Regions from separate parts of the Anas platyrhynchos genome. Here region 1 is linked to region 2. Evidence: chromatin contacts called from public Hi-C data. All regions are on one chromosome and are shown on one strand. Each heading gives the region's core, a stretch centred on a gene start, on an enhancer-like site or on the middle of the called end of the contact. The rest is flanking DNA. Distances are from core to core; before and after follow the strand shown. Region 1 has its middle 16 kb from the start of EML1. Region 2 overlaps EML1 (EMAP like 1).

Region 1 (6,526 bases), core at 2,742-5,241, 120 kb before region 2:
GTGTGACACAATAAATTTTAAAGGGATAAATGCATGATGGATATAAATCATTTTGATCACCCAGCCTTATACCGGAGATGAATTTTTCCCCTCATCTGAGTCAGTAGAAGAGAATCTGCAGCACTGACTCAAGCCAACAGCTAAACATTGTGAAGAAATTATTCAGAAGTTTAAATAGGCAGAACTCCAAGTCCTTTCAGTATTTTCTAGAAAACAAAAGGAAAACAAAAAGACAACTGTGTCACTGGATGGTGCCAGGACTGCTGCAGACTAGTACTGATGTACCAGTTAAGACCTGGCTGGTGTCACAGAGCCTCAGAGTGACTGAGGTTGGCAGGACCCTCTGGGGGCCACCTGGTCCAGCCCCTGCTCAAGCAGGGCCACCCAGTGCAGGGTTTCCAGGACCACGTCCAGGTGGCTTTTGGAGATCTCCAAGGAGTTTAGTTACCAGATCACTGGATAGCGAACAGCACCTCAAAAAAAGACATAAAATGGAAAACAGAGCTCTGTGCAAGTGAGAGAAATGTGTGTTGGCAATGCACATAGCACAAAAAGGCATTGGGGTTTGGAAGAACTTGCCTCGTGTGCCAGCATGCTGGTTCTCAGCAAACAACATCTCCACATTTTATAGCCCGCCTTGCAGTAATGGCACCAAATTTCCCTTCAGCAGCACTGAAAACTACTTTACCGTTTCCTTCATGTTAACAAAGGACAACTTTTAGGACAGCTTCCAGGAATACGGGCTGGAATTTCCCATCCCTCCTGGCAGGCTGTGGGCTCACCTCGCCTGGTGCCCGGCCGGAGCCCCCCACGCAGCGCTGGATGGAGCCGACGGGCTCCGTGCTCTGGGGCTACATCTGCACAAAGAAAAGAGCACTCAACTGAGCTGAAGCCAGTTTAATTAAACTGATACACATCTCACTAATGTAAACACACAACAAGAAAAAAAAAAAAAAAGCCTGCTTTAAATCCAGAGCAAGGTAGCGAATGGGTGGCGAGCAGAAGGTTGAAGTGAGGGTGAGCTGCCTGGGGCCTCTGACTGAAAGCTGGTGAAGCAGGCTGCGGCCTAGCATTGGCAGAAGGCAAGGCAGCAAAAAGGCAGATTTGTAATGATTATTTGTGTTAGAACTGGCAAAAATTATGGATTTGATTCTCATTTTAGAATAGAACTAGGAAGTTACAGAGCAAGTGTAACAGAGGTGGTGTGGCAGGGAATGCTGTCTTAGACCTGTCCTGGGACAGCCAGGATCTCAAATGCTTTGCCTCCACCCTGGGTGCTTGGCTAGGTGAATATTTCAGATGTCCAAGGCCCCTCCATGCAGCCTGCATCAGGCCATGGAGACTCAGTGGAAAGTGTGTACCCAGAAATAGAAGGAGGACACTCGCAGGCCTTCTGCAGCACTGTCTGGGTGAGGTGCTGTGGGGAGCAACCACATCTTCTTCCTCAGAGACCATCTGCTGTGCTCTCCAGTCTCCTCATGCCAAATGAACCATACGGAAGTTTGATTCATCAGCCAGACATGCCAGAGACCAGGAGAGGCCTCAGGAGTGGCATGCCTGTGAGTGCAGGGGAGGACAGAAGAGTACATACACGTGGTGTGACACTAGTGTGGAAGCTGGAGGAGCATGCAGGATGGGTGGAGTCTGTTCAGGCAACAGATCTGCATGCAGTTCATCAAAGTGAGCTAACTGAGAGCACTCAGTACTTCTTCAGCTGCTGAAGCTGTGCTCTCCTGGGGTTTGCTGGCTCCTGCAGGCCACCTCTCTGGTGCAGCTCCGGAGGAGGAATGGGATGCTCCAGAGCTGGCTGTGCTGCAGGCTCTCAGTGCCCAACAGTTCCTTCCACCTGCTGCCGAGAGCACTGTGGCCACGGTTCATTGCCAGGCCATGTATTGAGGCCTGGGGTGGAGCTGTGATGTGCATCCTTCAGGATAAGCCTCATCCCATCCAGCAGACATGTGGTGCTTCCTATTCTCATTTCCACTCCAGATTCAGCCAGATACAGCTGCCACATTGATATCAGCCTATGACACGCCAACATGGAAATCCAGAATCAGAAATGAATAGTTGTATAATCCAGCCAAGGAGAAACAAGGGGATTTGGGGGCACTTTCTTTCATTGCCAGAGGGAGTGAAATGCTACAAACAAAATTTGCTAGTTCAGCTAATCCTACATGGTCTGTCCAGGCAGAAAAACGGAGGTCTAAAGAGTCACCTACCAATACCTATCCAGCTTGTAGCAGAGCTAAATATAACACACTAAATGCCTGAGGATATTTTTGCTGGTGCTTCACAGGCAGAGTATGAAAAGGGCTTATTAACATTGGCACAGAGCAGTGCTCGCGATGGCTACCTTGTTCCTGGTCTTGTGCTTTAACCATTAATTTAGGTTTTATCCCCATTGCAGGTGGGTTATTCAGCAAACCCTGACATTGTTTTAAATTAACACCTGAACATCTACTGTTGTAAGGGGTTATGAAAGAGAAGCCTCATACCTTACTCTGCAATAAGATACAGAGACAAGGAAACGCACCGGGGAGCTCGTATGCTTACTTAAAGTCTGAGCACATCAGAGGAGTCACACAATTAAGTGATTTAACTCCTTCCACCTTCCATTTAGCAATCAATGAAAGTTCTCCCTCCAGGAAAAAAAGCGAGATGAGGGGGGAGTGCTAGGCCCACTGTTTTGCCTGTGGTGCCAAAAAGAAATACATCATGATTTATATGTTAATGAGCAATTCTCGTTAGGCAATGCATTCTGCAAGGTGTTGCAACGGGGTACTGTGAGGTTGATCCATCAGAGGAAATTAATTCATCATCAAAGCGAGACAGGGAGCTCCCTGGTGCGAGCTGTAAATAGGGCATTCGGAGAGCCACCGAGTGCTGGGTGGCATGTCCCCCGTTAGTGCTCCCACTGACAGCCGCGCCGCCGCCTGCTCTCCGGCTGCAGCTCACGCACATTATTTATAGCGCGTTTCGCATTCCTGGTCGGTATCCAGTCGATGTTGGCTTCAATTAGAATAAATGCTTATTGATTGAGAGGAGATGGGCTGGCTGATTAGCTCCTTGGGAAGCGGAGCACGCTTGGCAGAGGGCAGGCTGGGCTCCTCACAGAGGCAGGAGTGTGTGGGGCTCTGAAAATTTGTCATGGAGGAGAAATCTTTGAGAATAAATCAATTCATCAGAGAGTCCATCTAATAAAGATAAATGGCTAACTTCATTAGGGAATTAATGATAGGCTTGATAAAAACCCCAGCGGGAGCCCTATTGACTTCAGATCCAGCCCAATATTTGCCTCCAAGCAGTGGTTCCCAACCTTTGTGTAGGCTACCGAAGGACAAGTGCACAAAACCATGCAGAGAGACACAGAGCAGACTCTGTCTGTGCTTGAGCTACCAATGGAAATATGTAGATGGGAAGCGAGTATCTTTCAGCTAAAATAGAAATGCCTCCTAAAAAAAATATTAAATAAATAAAAATTAAAAAAATAAAAAAGACAAGCATCTTTATTTACATTAACCAAGACATTTTTAGATAGTAGGGATAAGAGGTGGAGCAGTGCTCCAGGAGCATGCAGTCGCAGCACATTTTCCCTTGCCCTGTCCCACGTGTGTTATCACAGACACAGCTAGATCGAGCCGCTGCGATTGACTTTGCTGCGTGTTTGGGCATCTGAGGCATTTCACTCGCTAACAGCCTCATGCTATGTATGACACTCGCCGCTGATTGATTACGCACAGCTCCCTTGCTTTGCATAACAGCGGCGACTTGCCGGCATTTATCCCAATCACTTGCCCACGATTAAATTATTAGGGTCTTCCCCGGGTGTCTGCCACCGTTGCCGGCCCCCGGGGACGCCTCCCCAGGGGACACACCACCCTTGGGCAAACCCCAGCGCTTGGGGGCTCTCAGCCACGGGAGGTGGGGAGGTGGGGAGGGAAGCAGCGCTGCTTTCTGCAGGGAGGGCGTGGGGAATGTGCGCTGCCTGCTGCAGCGGGCCCCTCCTGTGGCCAGGCTGGGCCGGTGCAGGCAGGGCTGCAGGGGAGGCACAGGCAGGGAGAGCAGGCAGGGAGCAAGGGCTGGGCTCCTGGGGGGCACCCGTCTGGTCCCAAAGCTCTGCGGGACAGTGGGGGCTGTGGGTGAGGGAGGGATTTGGGGGAGCTGGGGAGCCTCTTCGCTTAGGGGTGAAGAGGAGCAGTATGATTTTAAACATGCTTATTTTTACTTCCTTTCATTTTTCCAATTTTTATTCAAACAGTGTGGGTCCCTTCGGGCTTGGTCTGTGCCCAGGCTGATGCCGTGAGCTGTGACCTAAGGCAGGGATGCTGTGGTGGCAGAGGTGAGGGCTGCAACCCCCCTTCCTCTTTCTATCCCCATCCTCAGTGCAGCACGACCTTGCCACACACAAAAAGCAAGCGCTTGGTGTGACTCAAGAAGGAAGACTTCAGCGTGAGGCTCCAAGACTGATGAATCCACAGGAACAGCAGTTGTGTAAATGATTAATGAGTGCCTTTATTATTCATGCCTGTGTCAGGTGCTGCCAGGGGAAGTCCCACTGCAATCTGCCACGCTGCTGCTGCCACGTGCAGGTGCTCTGCGGGATGCAGCTTTGCTTTGCCAAATGCCAGCTGTAACATCAGCGGCAGAAAAGTGCTGCTGAGACACCACCGTCTTTTTATGGGTGTTTATTTTTTTTTTGCCATGGGCCATTAGTGGATGGATTTGGGGGTTTTATAGAGTCAGGATTGTCGATATTGGTGGATTGTATTGTAGGTCATGCAGCACGTTGCACAGGATAGACTACAGGATTATACTGGTCTTTCCTAGTGGTTAAAATCTAACAGAGGCTTCATCTAGCATTCTGCTTGTGGCCAGCAAAAAGGATGGAAATTCACTTAGAGTTCACACACAGATGAGCAGCAGTCACACCATTTGATCTGGACTTTCCCCAGATCCCAGGATTTTCACATCTGGCCTAAGCCTCTGGAGACGAGCCCACGATGCTGTCCCCAGGAGGGACGTTCACAGCTGACCTTGGTGACTCCTGTACCCTGCAGCCAGAGCTCTAATTACCCACATCATTATCGCAGCCTGCCCTGCTGGAAGTGTTATTGAGGAGTACAGGGATTCGCTAGGAACACTCATTCCGATGTAGGACAATGTAATTATTATTGCCATCAGAGAAAGGAATGACTAATAAGGACCTTCAGAGAGTGTTTCATTCATCCTTCGCTCTGTGGCTTCAAAGACAACTTTAAAAGGCATAATTAAATAGCTTGAGTGCTAAAACTGCCTGGGTGCTTTTAGTTAATTTCTTTCCAATATCAAGACATAAAGTGGACAATAATTTCCCAGCAGGCTGACATCTCCACCCTTAATGAGCTAATGGAGCTGACATCTGTCTGCTCTCATGTCTTGCTCTTGCCATGTGTCCCTACCTGTTGTTCACTCTTTTTTTGCCCAGAAATTCAAGTGATACTGCCCAGAACAGACAACTGCTCCATTTTCATACCATTCCAGTGTTTCTTTGCAGAGCAGCTCTCACCCACACATCACCATGCTGCTATTCTGATGACCATCTGCATGAAAGATTAGCAAAAGACCTGTAGGAGCTGATGTATTTCTTGCTCAGCACCAGCCTTTTCACCACTGTGGTGAAAACGCTAGCTCTGTCAGCCCACACCAAGGGGTTTTCCCCTCTGGCTGCTGTGCTGGTGGATGCAGGGGAAGGGCTTCTCCTGCTCTCATCTTATGGCTTGCAGCATCTTCACCACTGTTATTAGGGGAATGAATGGTCACAGCATTGCAGCTCATCCATGCCCCTTCTTGCAAATTTGTCCTTGTGGGAGACCCTGCAGTATCAACGCCAGTTTTTTATAACCAGACAAAAACCTAAGACACAGCTGTGCTACTAACTCTAATTGAATTCAGTATGAATCAATGTATGAATTGATTCATACAATTTTTATTTTCTAGTATGAATTTTAAAATATGCTGCTTTGTTACTATTAAAGCAATTCTGTCTGCTTTAGGTTTTCTCTTCAGTAAAGTGCCTAAAAATAAGCTATACCTCTTAAATAATTCTGAAAGAGTAAAAAAATAATGTTTTAATATACCAACAAATGGTTTTCTGACCTTTTTGGATTGAAGTCAACTTCCAGAAACAGCAAAGCAGGTGGCTGGAATTCCTTTATACCCATGTACATTGAGTGAGGTTGTTAAAATTAATGGAGGAATCCCAAAGTAAAGGAGGAATAATGAATTTGATTAGTTTTATTACTTCCCCCAGTGTTACTGAGAGACAACAGCCCATTTGCAGGAGATGCTGGAAGACACTTCCAGGTGCATTAGAACTCAGCAAATGGGCAAGCCTAATGAGCTTCTTAAATGATTAACAACACATCTTCCTCCCCACGCTGGAGACCAATTAGTGAAGGCAGACATTTTCGTGGGGCAGTCAGATCAAGGCCAGACATTTTGAGCTGAGGCGTAACACTGATGTTTCTGCTCAGAGTGGTGGACAGGT
Region 2 (7,334 bases), core at 2,498-4,997:
GTGTTACACAAGTCAGGGATTGCAGGGAGGAAGGAGGAATCACGTTTTGATGAATTGTTCTTGGGCTATTTGCCTACAGTTTAGAAATTGTTGATCTTTTTTGAACTTCTCGTTTGATGTTGACCAGAATAATTTTGTTTGCTTTACATTGATGGTCCTCAGCGTACCAGTAGGTCTCATGTTGCAAGGTCATCAATGGTTTTCACTTAATGTTTTAAGACATTCTTCATTAACTTCAGTGAGCTACCAAAGATCACTGAGACTTGAAATGCTGTGAAGTCTAGATACTTAATCCCAGATACTGATCCTAGGCATGGTAATCAGTAAATCATTTGTAGTGTCTCAGTCCTTATACAGTTGGCTCTAGAGAAGTTATGATAGCTTTCATACCTTAAATAGTTTTAAAATGTTATTTGGATCCATTCACTTTTTTTTTTTTTTTTTCCAATTCTGATATTTTTTGCTGCCATTCTCTCAACTGTTGTTTCTGTGTCTATTTTATAGCAATTACCACCACACGTACGTGTTTGGGATTCTGTAACTCTGAATACACTGCATGTCATTGGAATGGGGTTTTTTGACCGAGCCGTCACTTGCATTGCTTTTTCTAAATCTGTAAGTAAAGTAAAAGAGTCATACCAAGAGTGTTTGCCAAACAGGTCTTTGAAGGCTTGCAAATTTAGCTTCAGTGACCAAAGCAAATATCCATGTGTTTTGTTTTTTTTTTTTTCCCTTTAGCTGCTTCTTTAGTGGAATAAACCTTGTAGCCCAGTTGCTTCCAATGGTTTGTCATTATTAAAGTTAGCAATATTTCAGCAGTTTCAGGTCTACCACGTGCAGACCATAACACACAATTAAGTTCTTCAGGGACAAACAGTTGCAGGAATATGGGTGACAATATTTTATATGAATTAGAAAAAAGAGGAGTGAATTGAGAGAGCTGGCTTGCTACAAAGGTGAAAGAATGCAGATCAAGGTCGGCTTTGAAGGATAAAATGTGTTATTGCAGAGGATTGCTATCAGCAGATGCTATACAAGAAAGCAAGTGTTTAATGTGTTTGCTTTATGCTATGATTTCACAGTCATAGCTTAGCTTGTTTTGAGTATCACTTCCCAATCTGTATCAGTGTTGTATTTCTCATTTCAAACAGCCCTGTCTTCAGGCTACTAATTCCTGTCCGTTTCACCTCTTGATTTGTGTTGGCACAATTATTTTTGTAGCTGTGCCTGAGCTACGTATTGGGACCTAATACATTAGAAAAACAACCAAGCAAAATTATACATAAACAAAATCAAATAGTTTCTTTGGGTCTTTTTTTTCCGCTCTAAAATTGATTTATTTCCAGAAAAGACTCACTCTGTGGTAGTGCAAACTTCTGTGTTGGCTCATCTGAAGAGGCAGCAACACGTGGCTGTACTATGGGTGGCAGGAGAAAGACTGTCAGCATTGCTGCCAAAAGAAGGCTCATGTAACCACAGGCTCATCCTGTTCCAGCAAGCTTATCCACAGTCAAAGCTGACATGGTTAATACCAGGAACAACATAAATAAATAAATCATATTTGAATGGGCTGGAAAGCAGTTAGAAGTTACTTGATGGTTTATTCCATTGTACACAGAAAGCTAGGAATGAATCCCTCCCAAATTAGGAGAAAAAAAAGGTCTGAAAACTACCTTCTAGAGGGTTGCTACTTGGAAAAAGATCTGGTGATTATACAGCACTTAACATCACTGGTGAGACCTGTGATACCAGTCAGCTCCCCTTAGTTCAGGTAGAGTCCCAGTTGGAGTTCCTCCTCTAGTCTTGGGATTCACACCCCAGAGGAAGGGGTATGGAGTCTGTCTAATATGCTGCATGAAGTAAGACTGAATGAATTAGGGTCATTAAGATGAGAAAGACTGATAGAAGACGGAACTATTCTCATAGTTCTTCTATTGTCATAGTTCCATCTTTGTCAAGACACATGTCAGGAATAAGTCATTTTTTATTTTTTTATAATATTCCCTGATTTTGGTCCATTATTCCTATATGAAGAGTGAAATTGATCCCTGTGTCCATAGTAGATCTGACAAGAAGTAATTGATCAAATTTCAAGAAACAAACTCCATGTAATCATGAAGAAAAGCCTTCTTAATATGGATAATGTGTGGTTTGCCTTGGGAAGTTGCATCACTGAATTTTTAAAAAGAGATTCATACCTTATTCCTGCCAGAGTTCCTTTTCTAGATCCCTTTTTAGCCCTATTTTTCAATGGTACTATAAATAATTATATTTCTTGAAGATCTGTGGGATAACTAGAAGTATAACAATGTAAACAAATGATTTTAAACTACAGGGGAGTATTTAAGTATTTTGGATATGTATTTATATGTTTCTAATGTTTATTGGGGGATGTATTAATATTTTCCATGTTTTGCTTCAGAATGGAGGAAGTAGCCTGTGCTCAGTGGATGACTCAAATGACCACGTGCTTTCGGTGTGGGACTGGCAGAAAGAAGAAAAGCTGGCAGATGTCAAGGTGTTGCAATAAGATATTTTGTACTACTTATGGACATCTGGATTTCTTGTCATAAAATGTCTTGTGACTTTTTAGCATTTCCATTATATAAAAGGCAAAGAACATGCATGTTTCTTCTTGCTGTTGAGATTATCCTAATAGCTTTTTTCTTTTTTTTTTTCTTTTTTTATTTTCCTGTTGTATTCATTCTACAATTTATTAAAAAAAGTCTGGGAAATAATGGTAGGACCATGTGCAGAAAAGAAGCACCTTAAACTAAGCTTCATAAAGAATGATTCATTATCTTATACTAACAAAGTTATCCTTCAAAATTATCTTTAAAAATAGTAATCTTTTTGACTTTAGTCTTTTCTGCTTCAGAATATCCTATCAAAGTATTTCAATCTATGCTATTAAGAAAAAAAATTTGAGCCATTCACTTATGTCAGTTGATCAATTTATCTAACTAGAGAACAATTTCATATTGTTTTGTTTTCTTTGATTTTTAAATTTTGATACAATGTTTTTCTTTTTCCTTTCAAGTGCTCTAATGAAGCTGTATTTGCTGCAGATTTTCACCCTACTGATACAAATATAATAGTTACTTGTGGAAAATCACACCTTTATTTTTGGACACTAGAAGGGAATTCCCTTATTAAAAAGCAAGGATTATTTGAGGTAAAATAATATATTTCTTTAGTTTTGTGTTTATAGTAATGGTACAGTCATACAGTAGTAAGAGTTAATAAAGTTTGAGGAAATCAAAGCAACATGATTATGTTGCTTTGAAATTTGAAATTTTATAGAACCTTAGATAGCATTCATGGTATGGCACAGAGACTTTTGAATGGGCTGTCATCACAATGAAGTTTTGGAGTGCAGTTACCGTTCTGTTCCTTGCATTCCTCTTCCTATATTCTTTATAGTTCCCTACTCTAACAAAATAAAAATACCTTAAAACTCCTTATGCTTCCTTTAAATTAAAAAAACAAACAAAACAAAACAAACAAAAAAAAAAACAAAACACAGTGGCATATGCCTTTAAAAAAAAAAATTTGTCAAAGGAAAGACAAAACCTCCTCTAGTTCAGTTATAAATTACGTGACTATGAGTATTCTTTCCTTTACCTCTGTTCTGCTCAGATACCTAGAGTTATGTAATTGAAATAGAGACTGAGCTGGACACTATCTGTTAAATATTGTCATTTCAAGGTCTTGATTTGGTTTTGTTCTTAAATACAGACTAAGCTTTACAGCAGTGGCATGCACAAATGAGGGATGTCGCAATGACTGCAGATAACTACAGTAGGGCCAATTTAACTGCTTGCAGAGTTGTGACTTGCAAGTATAGTCAAAACAACTACTTTGCAATGTCAATTTATGTACTTTGTGTGAAATAAGGTCGAGATGCAGAGGTAAAGCATTTAAATTTTGTTAGTTTTTATTTTTCATTTTTATTTTTGACTTCTAGGCTACTAGGACAGATTTCTGCCTCTGTTATGGTTCCGTTGTTCATTTTGGTTTTTGCAAATGTAAAGCTGTGGTGGCCCTAGTTTAATAACAGTTCCTTGTTTGAGGAAGAAAAGAGGCCATACAAACTAGTAGTCAACAAACTTTGTAAATCATGTCCTTAAACACTACTAGCTAGTGACTTTTTGTCCTCTTATCCTTTTCACCAATTGTTGCTGTCAGTAACTTAAATGCAGGGTCTCAAAGCAACGTTTCCATTACCGAACCTTAGCCTTCTTTCAAGAGACGATTTCTGAATTTTTACACTGCAGGTTGACTTTCCCATTATATGTTTTCTCCTAGAAACCATAGAGTTAAAAACTCTATTAATATAGAATTTACTTGCATCTTTGGCCATTTTAAATACTTAAAGCCTTTGGGATGAGGATGGACTTGGGGGATTCAGTTTGTGTCAGAACATTCCTGGTCTTGTGTTAAAAGCTGGCATGCCTTCTCACTCCCTGCAGGAATGTATCCATAACTTGTAGTTAAAGGGTGTAGTTTTGGGACACCAACCTCAACTGGTATCTTTTGCCTTTGCACAAAGTAGCAGCTTAGACTGTGGTAATGCATTTAACTCTTGTGAAGACAATTAAGTAGTAACAGAATTGTGTAAGACTACATTAAATTACTGAAATGCATACAGCTAAAATGAATGGGTTTTGCTGTGACTGTGTATTTTTCATAACTGCAGAAACAAGAGAAGCCAAAGTTTGTCCTGTGTGTGACCTTTTCTGAAAATGGTGATACTATTACAGGAGACTCAAGTGGAAACATTTTGGTTTGGGGGAAAGGTAAGACAAAATTGAAGCTAATAGTGATTCTTTATTGTAAAAGACTGGATTTTACATAAACAGAATCTCATTTTAAGAAGAAAAGATTTTGTTTATTTTGAGTTCTTTTCTGAAACCAATCCAGTCTGAATTCTCCAACAGCTCTTAAAAAACATAGAATGGCTTGGGTTGGAAGGGAACTCAAAGATCATCTAGTTCCAACATACACCTGACTGCCATAGCACAAAGTTGTATAGAATGTGTTCCCTGTGAGTGGTGAATCATGGCGCAGTGCTAGCAATCATGGATTTTACTGGTAATAAGTAATTGAAGGAGAAGTTGGTTTCCTTAATTAAGGTGACAGCAAGAAACACAGTTAACCGAAGTGATGATCTCAAATCTCTTATATCGTCACTCAGTGCAGTGTTGGCAAAAATTATGCCTATTAATATATACTTTAAAAAAGACAACGGATAGCTTTGTTTGTTTCCTTAGGGAGCCAAGTTAAATATATGCAGGTCTAATTGAATTCCTCAGTTTTATTTCAAAAGAACAGATGGATAGGACAAACTTCTTAAAAAGCATTTTCTAGTAAGGAAAGACTATGTTAGGCAGCAGAAGATAATTTCCTGCCAGAAGGCAAACAGCAACAACATCTTAAACGTTTAGTTAGTATGTGAGGTGCCATGCATAGAAATAAGGAGAATCCCCTAAAGGAGGCCTTATTAGTATAAAAGAAAAGGATATGGACAAGAGCTTCGTGTTTACTCTGTGCCTTCTCCCAGGATACTCAAGATGAAGGACAGAAGACCTGGGAGCAACATGGTGAATCAGTTACACAGCTGGACCTTACTGAGCTGTGTTTGTAGACTTTTTTCATCTGAAGACTACCAGCTACTAAAACTGTTAGTTTTCTGTTGTGCTTTTGAGCAATCGGTATATATGACGTTGCTGTGGAAAGGGATGGGTATCATTTTTATACCTCAGCTTCTCTTTTATTCTTCATTTCTTTTTTCCTTTGATATTTTAAAGCAAGATACTTGAATACATTTTCTTCCACATAAAGTTTAGCAATTGCATAGTATCATCTCTTTCCTGTTCTTGGTTGTTATTTTGGACTGCCAACAAACAAGGGAGACAGTGGCAGCTGCTGGCATGGCAGGGTCAGTGCAGTGCTCAGATGCTGGTTTGCCTTTGTGCCAGTAGACTTATTTCTGCCTCAACTGCAAGAGGTCTTTCCCTGTTTCCCAGAAACAAAGGGCAATTATTTGTATGCTGCAAGATCTCCTCACCTCCAGTGGTTCTTTTCAGATAGGAACAAAAGTCTGTTCTTGATATTCTATTTTATTACAGCTTATTTTCTGTGTTTTCACTATTTTTGATTTAGAGCTGCATGTTCAAGTGAGGGCTGCTTCCACCATTTCAGAGAACCCTTAGCAAGAAGTTCTCTGAACTGAAAACATTCATAACTGACATACATATCCGTAGATGTGGCTAGAAACGAATGTGACTCTATAATGGAAAAAGCATTTTTTCTTCCTAATTTGCATCAGCCCCTTACTTGTGCTAAAGTTAGCCAGGTTTTGATGCAAAGTGCATGTTTAAGTCACAGGAATCACCAACAATAGCTTCTTTGTATTTTGCAATTGTAATGGGTATCAAATTTGAGATATTCAATCTAAAGTAGCTGGTTTGAACGTGTTTTAAGACTAAGAAGGTGCTCGAAGACACTAAGCTCATTAATAAAGAGGTACAAGCTCTTTTGGGAAGTGATTCAGCATCTTCTGCCAGACCAGAAAGGACTTCTAACATAGACTTCAGGACAAGTTAGGTGTCTGATGGCTGTGGAACATCCTTGGAGGATACCAAGTGGTTGTTTTTTTTTTTTTTTAATAACATTCATAGTTCAAGTGTGATGACATCACGCTGCAGTGCAAGTGTGATATCAGGGAGTTTAGCTTAAATCCCCATAAAAGGTTTAAATGAACCTGTTTTACTTGGTGTTTGAATTTGACTAAGAGAATATGTATACTTTTCATTTCTGAGTTGAGGGCAATATGGTTTTGAGATGAGGGGGGAATATGTTTTTGAGATGGCCTGATGTGTTCTCATTTGTGGGTCTGAGCATTTTGGTGCAACACTATTCCCACCATTAGCGCTGTTTAGACATAATCCTTGGGAAGTAGAGAAATGGACAAAAGAACAAAGCTGGGGTAAAAGAACTCATTAAGCTGAGTATTTCACTAGTAGATCTGTTCTCCTTATATCCAGGTACCAATAGAATAAGCCACGCAGTTCAAGGGGCACATGAAGGCGGAATATTTGCACTCTGTATGCTGCGAGATGGCACATTAGTATCAGGAGGTGGAAAAGACCGAAAGCTAATATCTTGGAATGGAAATTACCAAAAACTTCACAAAACTGAGGTGATATCACCTATCTTTAAATTTCCTCTGCCACTCAAAGTGAAATTTTAACTGTCTTCTGAAGAGTTCTTTTAAAATCTTTTTCTTTCCCTATGGATATACATTCTTTGAAAAAACGAATAAATGGTAA

What was found. Hi-C and Micro-C count contacts between places; a contact is called where the count stands out from the background.
Region 1: a contact with region 2 is called in a Hi-C map of F5 follicle, with 2.9 times the contacts expected there. The contact joins two enhancer-like sites. A contact is called at or near these places in 3 of 8 Hi-C or Micro-C datasets (F5 follicle, skeletal muscle and subcutaneous adipose tissue).

The regions. Positions count from the first base shown.
Region 1 is chr5:12,939,971-12,946,496 of IASCAAS_PekinDuck_T2T, reverse strand. No RefSeq gene overlaps it. Among named protein-coding and RNA genes, the nearest start is that of EML1, 16 kb to the right of the region's middle. Within about 2 kb of position 3,991, at least 4 of the 8 cell types and tissues checked have an H3K27ac peak or open chromatin away from gene starts, as enhancers often do. A contact at or near this core is called in F5 follicle, where this site is marked.
Region 2 is chr5:12,818,319-12,825,652 of IASCAAS_PekinDuck_T2T, reverse strand. It overlaps EML1 (EMAP like 1), which reads left to right. Exons shown (of 25, transcript XM_072038305.1): 12 at 505-615; 13 at 2,423-2,518; 14 at 3,041-3,175; 15 at 4,700-4,799; 16 at 7,050-7,204. Among named protein-coding and RNA genes, the nearest start is that of EVL, 26 kb to the right of the region's middle. Within about 2 kb of position 3,747, at least 4 of the 8 cell types and tissues checked have an H3K27ac peak or open chromatin away from gene starts, as enhancers often do. A contact at or near this core is called in F5 follicle, where this site is marked.